2 separate regions of the Mus musculus genome follow, and region 1 is linked to region 2. Evidence: chromatin contacts called from public promoter capture Hi-C data. All regions are on one chromosome and are shown on one strand. The core of a region is the stretch at or near the end of the contact, and the rest is flanking DNA. Distances in the headings are between cores, read along the strand shown. Region 1 holds the start of Shf (Src homology 2 domain containing F). Region 2 holds the start of Hypk (huntingtin interacting protein K).

The links. Capture Hi-C pulls out chosen DNA fragments and counts their contacts.
Region 1: a contact with region 2 is called in a promoter capture Hi-C map of adipose tissue, with 2.1 times the contacts expected there. The contact joins the promoter of Shf here to the promoter of Hypk in region 2. A contact is called at or near these places in 2 of 39 promoter capture datasets (erythroid cells and pre-B cells), 1 of 484 Hi-C or Micro-C datasets (embryonic stem cells), 2 of 115 datasets of contacts at active chromatin or transcription factors (bone marrow-derived macrophages and pancreatic cancer cells) and 2 of 9 other capture datasets (adipose tissue and liver).

The regions. Positions count from the first base shown.
Region 1 is chr2:122,367,087-122,374,188 of GRCm38.p6, reverse strand. Shf (Src homology 2 domain containing F) reads left to right here and starts at 5,042. Exons shown (of 7, transcript NM_001374011.1): 1 at 5,042-5,542. The coding sequence starts at 5,057.
Region 2 is chr2:121,453,081-121,459,540 of GRCm38.p6, reverse strand. Hypk (huntingtin interacting protein K) reads right to left here and starts at 2,453. Exons shown (of 4, transcript NM_026318.3): 1 at 2,250-2,453; 2 at 1,840-1,895; 3 at 1,498-1,549; 4 at 1,101-1,392. The coding sequence starts at 2,435. The coding sequence ends at 1,297. It overlaps Serinc4 (serine incorporator 4), which reads left to right and starts at 2,777. Exons shown (of 12, transcript NM_001025371.2): 1 at 2,777-3,086; 2 at 3,386-3,550; 3 at 3,700-3,878; 4 at 4,186-4,265; 5 at 4,504-4,597; 6 at 5,332-5,543; 7 at 5,737-5,832; 8 at 5,933-6,059; 9 at 6,373-6,445. The coding sequence starts at 2,988. It overlaps Serf2 (small EDRK-rich factor 2), which reads right to left. Exons shown (of 3, transcript NM_011354.3): 3 at 6,121-6,460.

The DNA of each region.
Region 1 (7,102 bases), core at 3,793-6,292, 910 kb before region 2:
CCCCAACCTCCTGAGTACAGAGATTGCAGCAGTATACTACCACACCTAGCTCCAAAATGAATATTTGAACAGGCGCTTTGGGGCTTTGGCTTCCGCCTCCCCCGGAATCTTGCTTTGTCTCACATCTAGGTTGCCTCAATCCCAGTCCTTGAACTTCTAAAGCAGTTGAGATTACAGATACACATAAGTGCCTGACTTCAGGAGATTTCTTATAGTCTATAAATGAGTTGCAAGGTTTGCTTTGTGATTGCAAGATTTATATTATTTTCATATTAGAGAGAGATTCTACGGTTCTACAATAAGAGAAAAGAGTGCCCTCCCGTTTTTCCAGTCACACAAAGTCCTTTCCTCTTTCTCTCCTTCTCTTTGATCCCTTCCTCTTTGCCTTTCATTTTTTTCTCAGCCTTCAATGGGACAAGACAGTAAGAAAAGGAGCGAAAGTCAGTGGTAAAAGTTTGGAGCTCCGATGAAATCCTAAGACCTTCTCTGACAATTTGACTTCATTTGAAGTCACCCTAGTGTCATCTTCTGACACTTGTTCTTGATGAGAATCTAAGCCCAGTGTGCCAGACTTTCTGGTGTTTTAGGAGATGACAGGAACTTGGAGTTTTGTGCAAGATGTCTCATAATTTAAAACACTGGAAGTTGATTTAATTTTTTTAAACCGCGATTTAACCAAAACTATGCAGGCCAAACAGAAAATGGTACAATGAGGAAGAGAGGTTCTGTGACTAAGAGTGGCCTGGGTTCCATCCTCAGCATTGTGTGGACTACACAATGGTCCACAACCATCCGTAACAAGATCCAACGCCCTCTTCTTGCACACAAGTGGTACATAGACGCACAAGCAAGCAACACACCTACCCATATGTATTTTTTTAAGTTGGTACAAATGGAACTCAGTCTCAGTCTTAATGAATAACAAAGTATATCTGAGAAAGAGAAGAGAAAAGATCGCTGAGGTCAAGTAAAAAGTATAGAGGCACCTCTCAGGAAGGGTCTCTCCCATTGGCCAAGTTGGGAGAATTTGGGCATCAAAGGAATTATGATATAATGATGAGAATAGGTTATATAGCACACAGAGATTTTTTAAAGGTTTTTTTTTTAAATTCATTTACTTGTTGAGAGAGAGAGACAGAGAGAGAGAGGCAGGCAATTACCTACGGAGGCCAGAAGACAGTGTCCGAGGCCCTGGAGCTAGAGTTACACGTAGCTGTGAGCCTCCTGACATGGGTTTTGAGAGTCAAACTCAGTTCTCTTGAAAGAGCAGCAGATGCTCTTAACTGCAGAACCTGAAAAGTGGTGTTTTGTTCTATTTTTAAATGTATATGGGTCTCTCACTTGCATGTATGTCTGTGCCCCATGTGCATGCCTGGTACCTGTCAAGGCCAGAAGAGGGTATGAGGTCCTCTGGAACTAGAGTCACAAAGAGTCAAAAGCTTCTGTGTGGGCACTGGGATCTGAACCCAGGGTCTCTGGAGAGTAGCTGGTGGCCTTAACTACGACACCATCTCTTCAGCCCCTGAAAATAGTAGTAGTAGTAGTAGTAGTAGTAGTAGTAGTAGTAGTAGTAGTTGTTGTTGTTGTTTTGTTTTAATAGGATCTCCCTGTGTAGCTTTGGCTGGTCTGAGGCTCATCCAGGCTGGCTTCAAACTCAGACATCTGCCTGCCTCTGCTTCTAGAATGTTGTGATCAAAGGTACGTGAGAGCTGTCACAGTCAGGTTGAGAAATGGTTTAATGTATCTATTTTACATGGATGTCTATGTGTGCCTGAGTATATGTGCACCATGTGTGTGCAGGAGCCCTCAGAGGCCAGAAGAGAATACCAGATCTCCTGGAACTGGAGTTTATAGGCAGCTGTGAGCTGCCATGTGCTTACTGAGAATTGAATCCAGGTCTTCTGTGAAAGCAACAGGTGTTCTTAGCTGCTGAGCCACCCCTCACCCCTGTGACTACTGTCTGCATACCATGCTGGGCTCCACCTCTATTCCTTTGCTTGGCTCTCTGATGCCTCCTGGATCGGAATGGCACTTTACTCTTCATTTCATCTACCCAAATCTCGAGGGAGTATAGAAAAACTGAGAAATATGACGGCATAGGAAAACAGAAGATTTTCCTCACTCCAGAGTCTGATTGAAGCTTCTAAAAGTTCCTACCACCGAGGCAATAACAGTCTAAGTTCAGTTCCGGGTAGAATTGTGGAAGGAGAGAAGCAACTCTAACCTAGACACACACACACACACACACTTTTTTTTTTATGTTAAAAAATTCCAACAGAAAAGCTGCTCTGCCTGCCTGCCTTTGTATGCTCCTGGTCATTCATAGACATTTTATGCTGAAGTAATAGCAGGCTTAAGTTCTGGATGCATATGGCCTTGGGTAGGCTCTCATTCAGGACCGCTAGCTTTGCTATAGTAGAGTTACCCTACATCCCTGTGTCCTAGTGAGCTACACTTTTACCTTATCAATTATAGCCTTATTGGGGACCCCTAAGGAAGCACCTTGTGGTCTCATTTGGGTCTCTTAGCAACTCTTTGAATGTCATAACTTCAAAACCCTCTAAAATCCTATATATGATTATTGTAAAAAAACAAAACAAAAAAAAAAAACGAAAAAACAGACAAAAACATAAAAAGCAGTGAGCACGACTCTCGAGGAGTCTTCCACAGCCTGGACCCACACTTGGAGACGTCCTGCTTCTTCAGCACTTTAAAGCCTACACTCACGCTTTTGGGTGTATCTTTTCTACTGGAAGCTTCTTTTTCTCTCAGCATTTATCTTTAAGCCTATATTAAAATAACTTTTAAAACTATTTATTTTTATGTGTGCAGGTATTTTTGCCTCTGTGTGTGTGTGCGTGTGTGTGTGCATACGTGTGCATGCACATATACACAAGATTCCACAGAAGCTAGAAGGTATAGGAGCTCCTGGAGCTGGACTTGCCTGCCGTGGGTGCTAGGACCAAAGTCAGTCCTCTGGAAGAGCATTTAAGTGCTCTTAAGTCATCTCTTCAGCTCCCACTTTTTTGGTTTCTGAGAGACACTCCCAAGATGAATTGGAATTCATTAAGGGACTCCTGCTATAGCCTCTGAGAGCTAGATTATAGGCATATCCACTGCATTTAGTGTTTTGTCTCCTGCCTCTGCCTTCAAAATGCTAGGATTGAAGTGGTGTACCACCAGGCTCAGCAATTGCAGGTTTGTTTTTGTTTTGTGAGACAAAAATTCAGGCAGCCCAGGCTGGCCTCAAACTCAACAAGACATTGTCCTTGAACTCCTGATCCTGTGGCTTCAACTTCCCAATTACTAGGATTATGGGTGTATATCATGTGTCAGTCACTGCTTTATTGCTATAAGGAGACATCAAGACCAAGGCAACTTATAGAAGGAAAGAATTCAATGTCGGACTTGCTTATAGTTTCAGAGGGTTAGTCCATTACCTTCATGGCAGAGAGCAGGGTGGCAGGCGGGCGGGCAGGCAGGCATGTTGCTGGAAAAATAAGTAGCTCAGAGCTTTACATCACGATCCACAAGCATCAAGTAGAGAGGAGGTGGGTGGAGACTAGGCCTGTAATGGGCTTTTGAAACCTCAAAGACCACCCTCGGTGACTCCAACAAAGCCACACTTCCTCCAACCAGGCTACACCTCTCAATCCTTAACAAACGTATGGGGACCATTCTCATTCAAACCACCACCACCACCACCATCACCACCACCAGAATCACTTTATATTTTTTAAGCAAATACCAGTAGTGTGGTGGCGCACACCTGCAACCTCAGAACTTGCCTTGGGAAAGCTTGAGCAACAGGATTGCCATGAGTCTGAGCGGAGGCCTGACTGCAAGGTGACTACAGAGCAAGGGCTGTGCTCAGATCGCTCATCACCCTTAATTTGCATGACAACAACCCCTATCACCCTTTCTAAGATAGGACAAGGGCGTGGTCTTGGCCCAGGAGTTGGCAGTCCATTGCCTTTCCCATCCCCTCCCATTGGGTGAGTGAGGAGACCTTCTCCTGTGGGTTAGCTACAATATCCTCAGGAACCTGTCATCTCTATGCTCACCGTTGCATCAGTAGTTAGTATTTTAAACTGTATATTCTGGAATGTAAACCTCTTAGTTTCTCTATTATACCCCATGAAGTGAGGGGAGAAGGAGGGGAGAGGGAGGGGAGGAGGGAGGGGGAGGAAGGGGGAGGAGGGAGAGGGAGAGATGCTGGCCTTCAGGGCTACAATACTTCTGGTGAACCTGCTTCCTTTCTAAGACAAAATTCCAGGCTCTTAGGCATCATCATCGGAGCCCTGAGAAGGTAAGGGGCTGGTGATTGACAACATTAGACCTGTTTCTCGCTTGATTTATTGATCTGTCTGTTTCTATTCTGTCACAGACAGATTGACAAACCCAGGGTGGAGCTTGAGGGATTTCCACAAGAAAGCAGGGCAGCTGTGAGGGCTGCGTGGGCCTGCTGGGGGCCGGTGTAAGCGTGGATGGGGATTGTTTGTGCGAGGGTTGTAAGCATTTGAAGCTGGCGGTTGGGTGTGGAAACATCGGAGCAATGGGTGTCTCTGGAGAACTGATTGCATGCCACGTGAGAAGTTTGCCTGGATAGAAAGGCAACCTAGGTTTGGGTGTGAGTTAAGGGATAGGAAGAGGTAGGCGGTACTCCCAAGGTGAGGGCAGTAATAGGCGCATCTGAAGAGCAGCGTCTTCGAAAATGTTTGGGTCTTTGGGTTTGGGGGAAAGGAATCAGGATGAGCAGGATGTGCCTGGGGACTCATCTTCCCGCGTCTGACACAAACTGGGAGGTGCAAAGAGCAGATGGGACTAGAGAGCGCCCCACAGGAGCACGGGTAACGACATGTGGAGGACTCACCCTCGGCGCAGTTGCTTCCCGCATCCCATCTACTCCTCTCAGAGTCCTCGGGTCCCCGTTAGGCAGCGGGCTCCTCCCCTCGTGTCACTGACGACGAGCCCCGCCCCTCCCGCCGGCGCAGCTCCGCCCCCTCTCGCCCCGCCCCCGCCGCCCGCGGTCTGCTCGCTCAGTTGGGAGGGCCCCATGCTACTGAGCGGAGCTCCTCCTACGGGCTCCGGCCCGGGGCCGAGGGCGCAGGGCAGCGCGGGGGGCGGCCCTGGGGGATCCCGCCGCGGGGCTGGGGGTGCGGGGACCGGCCCGGGAGGGGGCGGCAGCGGTGGAGTCGCAAAGTGGCTGCGGGAGCACCTGGGCTTTCGCGGGGGCGGCGGTGGAGGGGGCGCCAAACCCGCCCCCCCAGAGCCCGACTACCGCCCCCCAGCTCCCTGCCCGGCCGCGCCCCCTGCGCCGCCCCCGGACATCCTGGCCGCCTACCGGCTGCAGCGAGACCGCGACTTCGAGGACCCCTACTCCGGGGGCCCGTCCGCGTCCGCCGCCCTTTCCACCCCTGCGGTCCCTGGCCCCACTCCGCCCCCGCGCCACGGCTCACCCCCGCACCGCCTCATTCGGGTCGAGACCCCCGGCCCCCCAGCACCCCCTCCGGACTCCGGACCCCCTGCCAGCAGCGACAGGGTGAGTGCTGCGCCGGGCGTGGGTGTCCAGGAGGGGTGGTGGTCTGAGGTCTGGAGATTTAGGGAGGGACAAAGGTGGCTTGGCTGGGACTCAGCCTTTCGCAGTCAGTATTTCTAGTTGACATAAGCTTAGTCCCTGACACGGGGGCTCAAATTTTAACCCCTTTGTTAGCTTCTCCACCGACTAATCTGAGTCCCCAAACTCTGCCCTGTTTCCTGTTAGGGCCCGAGGACTAGGGACGACCTCCCTCAATGGCTCTGTCCTCAGCTTTGCAACCCGTCCAACCCTGATCCTGGAACCTTTTTTCTAACGGGCATGGAGAAGCACCCCTCCCTTCCCTTTGCCGGTTTATGGCCTTTGTGCCCTCTCCGGAGCAGCAGCTCCTCTGCCCTTTGATCTCTTGACTCTTCCCTCCACAAAGCTTTTCTCTCCCCCTCCTCTTCCCCTTCTCCTTCCTCCCACCTCCCACCCGGTCCTGGAGTCCAGGCATCTTTGCAGGTCTGAAGCCCAGAAAGGGGCTGAAAACTAAGATTCTTCCGTGAACACAGCGAGCGCTGGCCTTTGCCTTTCCCAGTGGGATTAGGGGGGGGGGGGGACTGTTGTACTCCGGATGCCAAGATGGGCAATGTCCAGCTCTTCCTGAAGAAATTCACCCCTGGGGTACAGGCGCACTCCTTCCAGTGTTCCCCCAAGTATGAGGACACTCGGTGGTCAGGACCTGTTGCCCAGTTAAGGCCGAGTGATGGGGTTCATTCATTATCTCCTCTCTCTAGGCTTTCCTCTTTCTCAGTCCATTCTGAGAGAGACTGGATCTGCAGGCCCTGGAGGAAGACTCCCAATAGTTTGTCTCTCAGGACATCTACCTTCCTTCTTAATTCCAGTTTTATCCTGTCCTGGATGATAAACAGCTGAAAGCCATCCTTAGTCTCCCTGAATGGGAGGTAGGAGCTACCCCAGCTCTGTTGCCTTCCTCATGTCTGAGAACTCATTCCTCCAGGGCTTGCTCATCTCTCCTCAGTAGAGATCTTTATCTGATTAGAGAGCAGTTAATGTCTGAATCCTCAGGTTTCAGAATTGGGCTTTTTCCGCCAAAAGATTGCTGTCCTGGTAGGCTTGCTGGATAAGAGGTGTGTTGGGGTCAGAACAAGAGCCCCAGATGTGTGAATCATTTCCCCCATGGTTCTTGCCATAGAGCATGGCTGACCATGCCGGCTCATCATGCTTAAGCTGAAGAGGGAGGTCCAAGGGCACTTCTCCCAGGCTGCCTGCAGTCTCCTTCCTAATTGCCCTGGTGTTATGGTGAGACGGTGGTATGGCCCTGTCCTCCCCGTGGACCAGTCTCCTCCTCCCTGGCCACTGGCTGTTGGCCCATGGTCTAAGCTGTCCTTGGCTATTTTCCTTCCTGTAGTGGCTTAGAATGACCTAACAGGCTGCCCACCACACTGTGGGCTCCTCCAGGAAAACATCCTTTTTTTTTTTTTTTTTTTTGGTCAGTTCTCTGTCTCCAAAGTGTCTGACCCAGTGTCCTGAAATGGTGCGTATCCATTAACAGGGTGGCTT
Region 2 (6,460 bases), core at 1,204-3,703:
AAAAAAAAAAAAAAGTGGGAATGGGTAAGGCCCTAGTTTTTATTCTTAGTACCTTAACCCCCTACAAGACCCAATGATAACCAAGCAGTTGTACTACACATCTTTATGAAGGCAGAGGGAAGCAGAGTTTGAGGCCAGACTGGTCTATATAGTGAATTCTAGGACAGCCTGGGCTACAGAGAAACCCTGTCTCAAAAAGATGAAAGGTAAATTATACCCACACATAGACTATCAACAAACTGCCTATAATTATGTAACATGAAAGATGTAAAAAATTACTAATAAATAATAATGGTGAGCACTGAGCCAGATAGAGTACACAGAAGCTGAGGCAAAAGGGTTACAAGTTTTAGAGCAGCTTCAGCTACATCTCAGTCTCAGGTGGGAATACTTGAGTATGCATTCTTACCCACGTATGGATGGGCTTATGGAACTCAGAGGTCGGGTGGTGGTCCCTTAGTCACTCTAATTCTGGGTTGGTGCTGACCTCACAAAGCCTGAAGTTCCTGATTAGACCAGCACAGCCCCCCAGTGCAGGGAGGGATACAGGAACATCCCACCACTCCTGGATTTTTAGGGAGTTACTGGGAATCCAAACTCATTTTGCTTTTGAGGCAGGTACTTACTGAGTCACCTCTCCAGGCCTGATCCAACATTTTGATATCTGTGTTCCCATTTCTAGAACCTAAGTGTTTATTCCAGTTGTTTGTAAATACAGTTGATAACTTAAAAGCCCCCAAAACAGATGCTAGCCTTTGATACTCATAAGCTAGCCTGGAGAGTTAGTTGAAGCAGCTTTCAAGTTAGGGAGGGGTCTCAGTTTGGAAACAGCCTGGTTTATACAAGAACAGATCCAAGGGGAAAAGTGCATAAGCTATCCTAGAAACATATGCATTTGGATCTTTTGCAGAGGATCCAAATGTACTCTACATTGCCAAGAAAGAGCTAGTCAGGTGAGTGATACTAACATACCACTTAGTATCTGCTGCTTAGAGCTGGCAAGATGGCTTGGTAGAAAAGGGCACTTAAATTTGTTTCCCATGTGGTAGTTATTAGAAACACTATGGCAGTAGAGGAATCACACACACAATATAAGAGCCTGCATTTGAACATTAGGTACTTCTTTATACTGATTGTTCACACAGTTTCATCAAGGTCCAACATAGAAACTGACAATAAAATAGAATATATAATGCATTTGATCTGAGATGAAACTGAAGAAAAAAAAAAAACAGCAAAACAGAACACTTTATTTCAGTCAGTCAGTCAGTCCAGAATGTCTAAAAAAGCACATTATCAGTTGGTTAGGGCAATAAGAGCCTCCACCACATTGCCCATGTGTTCCCTCAAGCTCCTTTCTGCTGCTGCTCGAGAGATCTCCATTTCCGTCATCTGCAAAAGGGAAAATCACGTCACCAAAGCCTCTTCTCCACTTGTTTCAGGAGCCCAAATTAGGTAGCACTTCTCTTGTGAATCCATTAAAAAATTAATACTCACTATCAACTCCAGATCTTCCTTCTTGATAGTGACCTTCGCCAGTTCCTTCTCCCTGTAAATATTTATACATTTCTTTTCATTCTCTGCCTCTGCTATAAACTCCCAGAAGGAACACTCCCAGCTACTCACTGAAAATGGGTGGAACAAGGTTTACTGAAAATAGCAAATAAACGCGCCAACTCTTTCCCCTGGAGGTTTTACAGTAAGGTATCCTGGAATCTTTCCTTCCACTAACAAAGTTGTAATCCCTAGATCTGTAGAAATTGGTTAAAGACGTAAACTTTTTTTTCCCCTGGAGAACGAGGACCTACCGGTAGTGCTGGTGGTGTGCTTTAAACTTACCGCTCTTGTTTGGCCTTTTGTTCCCTGGACCGTCTGTCTCCAATGACGGACATAGCCTGTAGAAAACACGAGTCAAGTTATCTACCACCGTGCCACGCAAATTTTCTGATCTAAAACGCAATACCAAAAATAAAAACCACGTGGTTTTCAGGTATTCACAACTACGAGTGTTCTCAGGACCAAAGGACTACGCCTAATTTCGTGCACATGAGATCTATTTAGGCCCAATCTCTATCGAATTCTTAAGCAAACAGCAGACTGGGTGGGTGCTGTCGCTTAGCCCCACCCTACTGCCAAATCCCACCATTGCTATCAGCCTTCCCGGAGCCCCAGTGAGCAGCAAACCGGTCAGTCTCACCTCTCTCCCGCCCCTCTCTCAACCCCTCATACAAGCTCCCAGCCAACTTCACCGTTTCAAGATTCGAACTCTGGATCTCCTTCTCCTCCGCATAGTCAGTAACCCGCTCTAGGTCAGCAGCACCACTGTCATGTTTCCTTGGCTTCTCGGGAGGCCGCTCCGGGCCGCTGGTCTCGGTCTCTAACTCCAACTCCACGTCTCCCTCGGTCGCCATTTCGATCTCACCGCGCCGCCGCATAGGCTGCCGCTTCACAACTTCCGGCAACCCTCACAGCTTCCGCCCAGATAAGGGGCGGGGTAGGCGTGGACCACACCTTTGTGCCTGTCTTGAGAAGCTTCAGCTAGCAAAGAGGTTCGCTTTTGACTTCCTCTCCAGCTTGTTTTCTGCAGTCTCCTTCGACTATCTGTTCACTACCCACACCACCAAGGCACATTGTTCCTAAGAGCAATCCTTTCACACATAGAGACACACACATGGAATTCTGTCCAATCAAGGTGGCTAATCCTAAACCAATTAAAAAACCTAATCCCTAGACCTGATAGGCCAACTGCTCCTAATCTCAGAATAACAGTCCGAATGATCCCGAATAGGAAGCCCGGCGAAGGCATCTTCACAAGACTATTTGCATCTATCTACCACTTCCTGGTAACCTGTATTCATTTTATGACATGTCTATGCTGCCTTAAGACGAATGATTAGGCCAGCAAAGCGACTGTCCAATGGGCGAAAATCCCGAGAAGCTGCTGTTTCTCGTCAGTTTTTCCAATACTGGATCTACATCTAACAAAAATGATGGGTGCAAAAGTTGTCACCGGCCGGAGCACCACCCAGGGTCTTGCACAGCAGCACGGTGGAGTCAGTAATGTAGTGGAAACCCCCTTCAATCAGGTGAGACATTTGGGAAGAGATAGCTAAAAAGCTAGGAGTTGGGATGAGAAACCTGGTTCTTTGCCTGGGTAATAGGTAAACATCTCATTCCACATTCCCAGCCATAGATCATTAGGAAAAAGTTAAGTGGTTCAAGAATACACCAAAGTTTAAAGTTCTTGCAATGAAAACCTTACTAGTGCTTTGTGGAAGGTAATCCTAAGAGGCTCATAACCAGACAGAAGGATGGAGGGTTTGGGAATTTGACCATTGGTTAACCCCACACCCTTTGAAAAACTCTGCATTGCTTCTATCCCCAGGCATCCTGCTGTGGACCTGTTTCTTGGACCAGTGGCTGCCACTCTCTGACAGAGTCTAGGTGTAGCCGCCTGCTCTACATCCTCCTCCACGTGGGAGCCTCAGCAATCTGCTGCCTCCTGCTTTCGAAGACAGTGGTAGAAAGGGTCTGGGGCAAAGCACATGGGGTAAGTCGGCAAGGGTTGCAATGTGAGGGAAAAAAAAAAACCTTTAAGATTTGGGACAGGGAGCAAAGGAGTCAACCTACCAGTAAAAAGTTGAGACTGTCCATAGATTGTGGCTGGCCCTGACTTTTCTCACAACCAACTCCCTGCAGATCCAGATGCCCTCAGTGCTATGTGCCCACCTGTTTGGCAGCTCGGACTGCCCAGTTCTCAGTGGCTCTGGCGCTGTGTATCGAGTGTGTGCAGGAACTGCCACCTTCCACCTGCTGCAGGCTGTGCTGCTAGTTCGCCTCCACTCCCCCACCAACCCTCGGGCACAGCTGCATAACAGGTTTGTGTTTAATTTTTTGGATGGGGATGGGATAGAGGGAAGTAGACACAAGCTGGCTAAAAGAAACTCCAGGATGAAGAAAGAACACTGTAATAAAGAAAGTATGTTTATAAACTCCTGGGCTCTAAATTTTAAGTAATAGTTATATGCAAACCTTCTCTAACTGTAGTGTTGCTCAGATGTGACTGTGGCATCCGAGTTAGAACTTGGACTACAATGGGTTGGGGCTGGTTCCACCTGCCATACTTTTTTTCTTTCTCTCCTTTGCCTATTCTCCTCAATCTGGTTTTCTCTCTACCCTAACTAGCTTCTGGAGCCTCAAGCTGTTGTTCCTGTTAGGTCTCTGTGTCGTTGCCTTCTGCATCCCTGATGAGGATCTCTTCCCAGGTACTCTTCATCTTACACTGTGATCAGCAAGAGTAGGCTACAACTTCCTACTTAAGAGCAGGAAGCTGGACTTACATTACACACCTGTAATCCTAGCATTCAGGAGAGTGAAGCAGGATTGAGTTTGAGACCTGCCTAGGCTATGCAGCATTTTAATCAAAAGGGGTGGGGGTTTGGGGGGATATGATACATCATGACCAGCCAGAGCTAAAAGTTCCCAATGGTGCCTGTCTTGCAGCCTGGCATTATATTGGCATCTGTGGAGGCTTCACATTCATCCTATTACAGCTGGTGCTTATCACAGCCTTTGCCCAGTCCTGGAACAAGAATTGGTAAGGTTGGGCTGGAGAGATGGCTCAGAGGTTAAGAGCACTGACTGCTCTTCCAGAGGTTCTGAGTTCAATTCCCAGCAACCACATGGTGGCTCATAACCACACATGACACACACACATTTGTAAGAAGCACCTAACCCTAAAGGCTCCTCCAAGGAGGTTGGCAGACATTACTCAGTACAGAAAGGCTAGGCAAAGGCCATAGCACGTTTGCTCCCATGGCCTCCCAGAGAATACCAAAATACTCAGGAAATCAGATATTTAATGGCATTTACTTGTGATCCCAGCACTGGAGGAGGAAAGAAACAGGAGGGCCAATAATTCAAGGCCACAAAAAAACACAAGCAGAGCAGGGAGTTCCAAAGTCAGCCTCTTAAAACAAAGAGGCACCAGGCATGGTGGCACATGCCTTTAATCCCAGCACTTGGGAGGCAGAGGCAGGGGGATTTCTGAGTTCAAGACCAGCCTGGTCTTCTGAGTGAGTTCCAGGACAGCCAGGGATACACAGAGAAACCCTGTCTCAAACAAACAAACCCCCAAAAACAAACAAAAAGTGGTAAATACCCATAATCTCAAGACTCAGGATGCAGAGGCAAGAGTTCAAGGGCAGTCTTAAGTGTAGGTACAATCCTGTCAACAAATGAACCAAAAGCTCAAGAATGTACTGTGCGGACCAGTAGGCTGACTAACCAGTAATGGGTTAAAGTTCTAATCCCCTAACCACTTGTCTTTAGGCAGACTGGTGCAGCTCAAGACTGTAGCTGGCTCCTAGGTGTGTCACTGGCCACACTAGGGTTCTACAGCATGGCGGGTGTGGGAGCTGTGTTGCTGTTCCACCAGTACACACACCCTGACGGTTGCCTGCTCAACAAGATGTTACTCAGTCTGCACCTTTGCTTCTGTGGCCTCCTGTCTCTCCTCTCCATCGCACCTTGCATCCGCCGCAGTGGGTATATGCTATTTAACATTGCAGATTTGGGGGTGTGGTGTGTCCCTTTGAGAATTATAGCCAGTGTTACTGGCCTTCCCAGTCTCAGCTATCTAAAGTACCTCTGCTGCTTTTGTCTCTCCCCCAGAGTATATGGGGGGGGAGGGGGGGGGAACAGGTGCAGTGGAGTACTAACTCCTGTTCTCCCTAGAGCAACCAAACTCTGGCCTCCTACAAGCCTCTATCATCAGCTGCTATATCATGTATCTGACCTTCTCTGCACTGTCCAGCCGTCCCCCAGAGACAAGTGAGGACCCAGACTGCCAGTATAGTGCTTAAGACCTTTTCTGAGCCTTCAAAATACCCAGCTTTGTTCATAACCCTGTTCTCTCATTGCCCCTTGGCAGTAACCTTTCAAGGACAGAATCACACCTTGTGTCTGCCTGGCCGGAATAAAATGGAACCACAAATACCGGATACCTCAGTAGCAGTGTTTAGTGCTGGCATCATGTATGCTTGTGTGCTCTTTGCTTGGTATGTAAAGGTGCCAACCAATGGGAAGTGTGAGCGGACACCCAGGACTCACTGAAGAATGTCCAGTGCTGAGGTTTATTTAAACTGTAGAGCAAGTCTAGAACCAGAAAAGCTCCCCACGAACAGGGACAATTTCTAAGAATAGCACTTTGTCAGATGATCTGCATGAGATGACGGGGGCAGGAAAGAATGTTTAAAATGCACAGACTTTAGGGGCCTCTGAGTGCACAATACCCTCCAGAAGGATGTTGACAGTAAATGCTACCAATCTTTCACATTTGGCCCAAGGTTTAAAAACCTCTTTCTTTCACAGCAACGAGGCTTCCTACCTGGCCGAGTTATTTGGACCCTTGTGGATTATCAAGGTTTACAAGTATGAGTTCCAGGTGAGCATCAAGAGC